2 separate regions of the Arabidopsis thaliana genome follow, and region 1 is linked to region 2. The links are chromatin contacts, called in public ChIA-PET maps. All regions are on one chromosome and are shown on one strand. Each heading gives the region's core, a stretch centred on a gene start, on an enhancer-like site or on the middle of the called end of the contact. The rest is flanking DNA. Distances are from core to core; before and after follow the strand shown.

Evidence for each region. ChIA-PET counts read pairs in DNA pulled down with a chosen protein or histone mark.
Region 1: a contact with region 2 is called in an H3K4me3 ChIA-PET map of shoot, with 10 read pairs. The contact joins the promoter of AT3G11420 here to the promoter of PIRL9 in region 2. A contact is called at or near these places in 5 of 26 Hi-C or Micro-C datasets (leaf, root, rosette leaf and 2 more) and 1 of 2 datasets of contacts at active chromatin or transcription factors (shoot).

Annotation. Positions count from the first base shown.
Region 1 is chr3:3,589,857-3,593,717 of TAIR10.1, forward strand. AT3G11420 (beta-1,3-N-acetylglucosaminyltransferase lunatic protein, putative (DUF604)) reads left to right here and starts at 1,395. Exons shown (of 3, transcript NM_111975.5): 1 at 1,395-2,844; 2 at 3,724-3,861. The coding sequence starts at 1,978.
Region 2 is chr3:3,552,985-3,556,764 of TAIR10.1, forward strand. PIRL9 (plant intracellular ras group-related LRR 9) reads right to left here and starts at 1,859. Exons shown (of 3, transcript NM_111967.4): 1 at 1,010-1,859; 2 at 57-223. The coding sequence starts at 1,711. It overlaps UGT76B1 (UDP-Glycosyltransferase superfamily protein), which reads left to right and starts at 3,570. Exons shown (of 2, transcript NM_111968.4): 1 at 3,570-3,780. The coding sequence starts at 3,744.

The sequences.
Region 1 (3,861 bases), core at 145-2,644, 36 kb after region 2:
TTGGAGATTCCACATATATATTATTAATTCTCGGCTTAGTAGGATTCTACCGGGTAATATTGTAAACTAAATTTTCAATATTCAAAATTATTGTTATTGAAATCTCAATGGAATGACTCAATTAAGATAACAAAACATTGAACCAATAGATCACTTGTGAATAGTTAACGACGATTTTGATATTTTGAAGATAAATTAATAATAAATAAATAAATAAAACTGTTACCTATTTAATTGCGTCTGCTTTTTGACATTTGCGTGCGTAAAATATTTTTATATTTCCGTGGATTCGGCATGCACGATGACATTTTCCTAACATGCAAGCAAACGACACAATTTTTTAAAAATAATTATTCGATTTGTTTTCTACTTAAGAACTTGGGACGGTGTAGGACCTACCCCATTCTCTGTAAATTCTATTCCATGATCAATAATGTGAATCTCTTAGGAATAGATCAATTGCTTAAACCATCTAATTAGCGACAATTCTTGCATTGATCGATAATATTTGGATATATAGTGCCGGCTTTGAGGTCCTATAAGCTCAAAGCAAAGTTTAAAATGCGTGCACACAAAAGAAGCAGACAGATATTTTAACTTTTCGTTGGGCCATAAAAGAAGCCCCTAACAAATATGCACCTAAGTCAAGCGACATAAGAGATATGAGACGATACAGACCCACAAGGATGAAGTAACAAACATCGATTTGGATCAAGTTTGTTAAAGATAAACCCAATTCGGAGAGAGTCCACTCAATAGTGAAATGCCTACAATGGGCTCTTATTAAGCAATGGACTCTAAGAGACGTGCCTTTTTTCAATTTAGGCAACTGTAGTCTATTGGGTATAACAAATGCTATTCTTTGCCATGTATATTAAATACTTTACTCTTTGCTGCTTCTTTAATTTCTTCTTAAATGGTTTATCTAGTAAACGATGGCAAGGTATACTCTTTTGAGTTATTACGAGAGACAGAGTTAGTTACATGAGCTAGTTCAGTCTTTAATTAGCCTTTCTTTATGTACATTATCTCATAAATCTACATGTGAAAACTTTATTTACTCTTTGTGGAGAGAAAATAAATTGTAAAGCAGCAGCACAAGATCGATTTACTGTTGATTTCACATTTTGAATGTAGTACTGGGCCTTGAGGGACATAGAAAAGCTAAGATTGCACTGCAGTACTGCACCCATTCATTTTGTGACTCGGCCCCTCCCCATTTTGTACGTAAACAAGAAAACGCGTTCGTGATTCACTTTAACTTTATGGAAAAAAAACAATTTGGCGACTTGCATCGACGTGCGCGTTTATATTATATAAACTGATTTTCAAAAGAAGGCATGATTCATCAAAGCATGTATATTAGCATTCTTAATTATATCTTTGTTTCAATCATGATCCAAAAGATGTGAGTTGATCTATTGTTGTTGTTTCCACGTATGTTCGTCTATATCCAATTTTCAGTGTATTTTATTATTCTGCTACATATTTAATTTTAGCTCAAACACACATTTTAACCATATTCTCCTTGGCAATTTATTTATTAGTCGATAGCAATTTGGTTGCAATAATCTTCTGTTATACTTGAAAAACGATCTATTAACAAATATATTCGAAAGAGTTTCAAAACAATCTATTAACAAGTATTCGAAAGTCGTCACATCGTTGACTAAAGCTGAGGACAACTCTGTCATTTTTATCTTATTCACGTGGCTACCTCTTCTTCTTCGTCTCTCATTTTATGTGTAATCCCACAGAGCTTGTCACTCCAAAAAAGGCAAAACAAAAAAAAAACAGCTTCTAAAAATAAAAAACAAAACAATAATCCAGCCACCGTAGGGGTAATTCCGTAAATTTGTAACAGAAACTCCATTCCCGCGGCGTATGCAGAGGGCAATCCCGTAAACTTAACCCATCTCCGGTGATGAATAATATCAATTCCTTCACGCCGGAGTGATTTTCCACAAAAAATAAGATATGAAAGCAAATCGCGGCGGCGGAGAGCACGGCCAACACGAGGCTCTAAAGCTTTCCAGTTTCTTCTTCATGCCGGAGCGGCCACGTGATTACCTCGTGCTTTTCACACGTTTCTCCGTCCTCACGTGCCTCATCGTCTCCGTATCTCTTGTTCTCCGCGCCACTTTTTTATCCCCTTCCGCTCGAGACTATTCCACCACCTACGGTCTCAAATTAACCGCCGTACCTCAAAAAGCCATAGCTCTCCCTCCGTCCGCATCCGTCGGACCAACCAATATCTCCCATATCTTCTTCTCTATCGCCGGAGCAGCTGAGACATGGATCGATCGGAGCCAGTACATCTCCTTATGGTGGCGAAACACGACACGTGGCTTCGTCTGGCTCGATGAACCGGTGAAAATCCCTGAAAATCACTCCGATGTCAGATTCTCGATCCCGACTCGAGTTTCTGATCCAGGCTGGACTCGATTCAAATTCTCCAGCTCAAGAGCCGCGGTTCGAATCGCTCGTATAATCTGGGATAGTTATCGGTTAAATCTACCAAATGTCCGGTGGTTCGTCATGGGAGATGACGATACCGTCTTCTTCACCGAGAATCTCGTCAAGGTTCTCTCAAAGTACGACCACGAGCAGATGTGGTACATCGGAGGAAACTCAGAGAGCGTCGAGCAAGACGTGATGCACGCGTACGATATGGCGTTTGGCGGCGGTGGTTTCGCTCTGAGCCGTCCATTAGCGGCGCGTTTGGCCGCCGCGATGGATGATTGTCTCCAACGTTATTTCTATTTTTACGGTTCTGATCAGAGAATCGCGTCTTGCATCAGCGAGATCGGCGTTCCGTTCACCGAAGAACGCGGTTTTCATCAGGTACGTCTGTTGTTATGCACGTGTCCGTTATCTAATTGGTTAATGTTTATACACGTGTCGAACCGTTTTGAGCTAGAATTTTGGAGCCCGACAAATTCAAAAGGGTTTTATTAGATGCTGAATTTCTCGGTGATTTAAGTGGATTCTTGCCACGTGGATTCTCATAAACTTATGGGGTCAAAAATTAATTATCACTAATCCACTTGCTTAGTGTTAGTCTGCTAGAAAAAGCATGTTGGAGTGGATTTATTGAATAAAGTCACAAAATTGTTGACCAAAAAGGAAAATATTAGTCATTCAATTATGGACATTAGTACCTTTTTCCCTCTATTCGACTTATATATGTTAAGTACTCTTAGTTGATTGCAGTTACAGTTTTTACGTTAAGTACTCTTAGTTCATTGCTTGATATAAATGCTCTCCGACCGTTTTCCCAAATTTTATAAGTTTATTTAGTTTTAGTGAGTGGTTCTTGTTTGTTGTGGTCCATGAATGTGGCAGAAAATTGTTTCTAAATTCGTGGGTTTAATTTATTGGTGGAGCACATGATACTGTCATGTTCAGATACATAGCTTTTAATCATGTCTAGCTACTGATCAGCTTTCTGCAATGTGCTTGTTTTAATCTTTAGTGTCCGCTAAAATCTTATACTATTTGATATTTGTTAATCATATCTGTGGTTCTTAAGATATTTATGTTTATTGTTTTATCTCTATGTGCGTGTCATTATCACTAAGATCACGTGTAGTGTCTAAAGGGAAATTCCAATTTATATGTCTATTGATAATTTGATATTCATTATAACATGGTAGTACAGTCGTGTTTGGACTCACATTCATTCTTTGTTTTGTGTTCTGTGATGGAATAATTATATTGCAGCTTGACATAAGAGGAGATCCATACGGGTTTCTAGCGGCGCATCCATTGGCACCGCTTGTATCGTTGCATCACCTTGTTTACTTAGACCCAATGTTCCCTAACAAAAACCCGATCGAGTCGTTACAGACCCTAATGAAA
Region 2 (3,780 bases), core at 609-3,108:
TGAAAATTGATTCACAAATCAAACTTGACAAAGTGGAGTTGTTATATGATACGTACCCACAGCGGCAGATGGAGTCAGGCAAGGATGTGAGCTTGTTAGTCGAAACATTCAGGATTTTTAGTTTGGACAGTAAACCGATGGAATCAGGTAATGTCTCCAGAGAATTCGTGGAGACATCCAGTTCAACAAGACTATGCAATCCAGCAATTGAATCAGGAATCGACTGTTGCACATAAACCTCAGTCAGGTAAGACAAGTGACACTCAGCAACTGAACTTTTCACTAATCACTAAGAAATCCAGAAATACTAATTCAGCTCGAGCCATAGATTCTACCTCAGAACTATCAAGAAAAGAGCTAGCATGGACATCAGCAGCAATCGCTGGCAAAAGCCAAAATGATATACCACAGCGAATATTTAACATGTAGCTTCTCTTTCACTAACTAACTAACTGGACACAGTTTTTAGGCGTTCTAAGACTCCTATTCCTTTGAAGATTTTATACAACAGGCAATATCAAAGATGCAGAACCAAAACAAGCAAACACGCACATACATACCAGGATCTCTACATATACTACCGGCCAAAATCTAAGATGCAAAACAAAACAAGCACACACATACCGGAATTACTTCGAATCACATTGTACACACATACTAGACGTCCTTATGCAGAATCACTTAGAATCACATTAAAAAAGGCATTGTTCTTGTTCATCACCAAGATAACAAAAAAAGAGAACAAGTAACATTGTGATCCCTCTTTATTATCTAAGGGATTACTCATCAACCAGAGTATAGTGCCCAAAAATGTTACCTTTAAGCTACACTAACGAGTACTAAATTCTCAAATCCTAAACCAAAGTTCCATCCTTTTAACACAGACAAGCACAGAAGAGATTCAGACCCCACCAGAGAACACAAATCAGCTTAATTCCATTCGGGAGAGTGGATCAAAATAAGTAACAATGCAGCAAATTTTTTATTTTGAATTTGTATTGGAACTAACCTCAAGCTTATTGTTGGAGAGATTAAGAACAAGCAACCCTTGAATCCTCCCAAAAGCTTCAGGTAGCAACCTCAGTTTCCTCCCAGACAAATCAACACGATCCACCGGATTAGCAGAAGCATGCTGCAATATCCCAACAACCTCCTCATTAACCTCCACAGCCGCAACATTCTCCTCATCCTCCGCCGCATTCTTCTCAGCAGATTCATAAATCCTAACAAGCCTCTCCTCTGCTTCTTTCAAAAGCTTCTCATACGAAGCATGAACCTCATCAAGCTTCAAAATCGACTCACACCAAGTCTTCTCCTGATCCATCTCTTGTCTCCTCTTCTCATCTTTCGCCGCCGCATCGGTTAACGCGATATCCTCGAACGATTCAGATAAGAACGATTCGATTTCCGAGAGTTTAGCACGAGCCTTATCGACTGATTCGTGATCTGGTCTAGGTCCTAGGGTTCGAAGGATAGATCGAGTCTCGGCGACGTCAGAGATCGCACTTGTCATTGAAGCGAGAACATCTGGTTGTGTTAAGTGAGGCATCTGAGTGACGATCTCAATCGATGATGATGATGATGATGGTGGTGGTTGTTCGATGTCGAAGGGAGGAACGGAGGAGGAAGGGGATTTGGCGGTGAAAGAAGGGAGACGAGCCAAGACATAAGAGAGGACAGGGAAATTCTTAGGGTTAGGTTCTGCCGCCATTGTTTTCGTTAAGCTTCGGAGATTTGGAATCTGAATCTGGAAATTGATGAAGATGATGATTGATCCAGGCTTTGTTGCGTCTCTCCACGTTCTCTGTTAGTGTTCGCCTTCTCTGCGTTTTCTCTGATGTCAAGTTGACACGTGTAAGCTTGTGTTGCTGAGTATAAATAGTAATGAGTTATCTCTTAATTAAGATAATTTCATATCTTTTCTGAGTAAATCTACAATATACAGTTAAGATATCTTTTTTTTTACTTAATATTACTTCACTTTAAATTCGGTTAAACATAAACCATGTATTTTTTATCTTGAAATTTTAATGTAAACTAAATTTTAAAAAAACTTTTGAAGTAAGAAATTTATTTCCGTATTATAATAATTTAAATTAAATAAACAATTTACTTGGTTAAATATTTAAGAAAAAGCATATCAGCTTGATTTTAATTTTATTATTCCTATATCAAAAAAACTCATGAAAGAATTTATGAGTTCAATCAAATTTAATGAGTAGACAAATAATAGTATACTCTTTTTTTTAATAATTCTGAAAATTACAGACTTTTAATCTATTCTTATTTAATAATGTTTTTCCATCTGAAAAGATGATTGAACTCGGGATACAAAAAAAAACCGACCCATTTGTACTACTACTTGGCCATTACCCATTTGGTTATGTTCTCATAAAAAAAATGTTTTTAGGATTTGAAGACGAAGATTTGATTGCCTAGCTAGAAAGTATTCAGAAAAAAGTGTCGAATGCTCTGGAATATGTTGTAATGGGCATAGATAAAATTTTGGATCTTCAAAATGAAATAGTTTCTATAACTTTTTATAGTTTAATGGTTTGTGATCAACAGTTGTGTTACACATCTAAACTCGTTTATTTTCAGCAAAAAAAATCTAAACTCGTTTATTACATGTTGTAACCCAAAAAAATAAAAAAATGAAAAACCGTCGCAAGTGATATCGACCTTTCGCCTACTTTCGCACTCATGTTGGTGTCTTGACAAAACCCACTGTGGACGCATATAACCACCGGAGGAGTACAGGCCAAAATTTCTATTATTAATATGAGCTTAGTTAGATAATCCAAGTCTAGTAAAAGATTTGAATAAAAGCAAGTTGTGTCCACAAAACTAAAATAAACCAAATCCAAAGTCAGTCACATTTGGAATTATGTTGTAATGACAGTCACTGCTTTGTCATCATCTCACCTTTTAAGGCATTGACCTTTTGTTTTTGTTCGACAAAAACCATTTTCGCATTCATCACTTTCGAATAAAATTATATAACAGTCTAAGTAACAAACTCATATTAGGATACCAATTTGAATTTGACTTTTATTGGATATCGTAGCTAACGAAAAAAATTCTTAATCATTAGACGATTAAGATTATCGATAACTCAAATGTTTTTTTTTCTAAGTTATGGTCGAAATATTGGTATACATCATTCAATTTTAAAGCATAACTAGCTAGTGATAATGACTACTACATACGCCATAAGATGAACCAGAATCCTATGATAATGATATATCCAAAAAAAAACTGAATTCAAATTGTTGAATTATCTGAGTTTAACTTTTTATCACACACAAACAACAACTGAAACATATGGAACAAGAAAAAGAACACTTTATTTTCTTGAAAACTCTGTAAACTTAAGAATTAGTTTATTTAAAAATTAAACCAAAGAAGCGTTTTAAATGAACTAAAATCCACATTTATACAGCTCAATCTGTACTTCTTTTTTTCTAAATTTAGCAACAGAAAAATACCAAATTGAACACCTTCACATATAAAATAAAAGATAAACATGAATTGTTTTGTAAGAAATTTGATAACCCCACATGCATTTGGTCATTATTTAACAACAAAAAGTAGACTCAATTTTAATAGTATATCTTTAGATCGAATCAGCATAATGACGTATCTTTCTGACGTATAGCTTTTGTCTTGGTTGTTCTTTACACATCTATAATAACCAAACCTGTGTGAACAAGACCTAAAACAGAGAGAAATTCACAACAAAAATGGAGACTAGAGAAACAAAACCAGTGATCTTTCTCT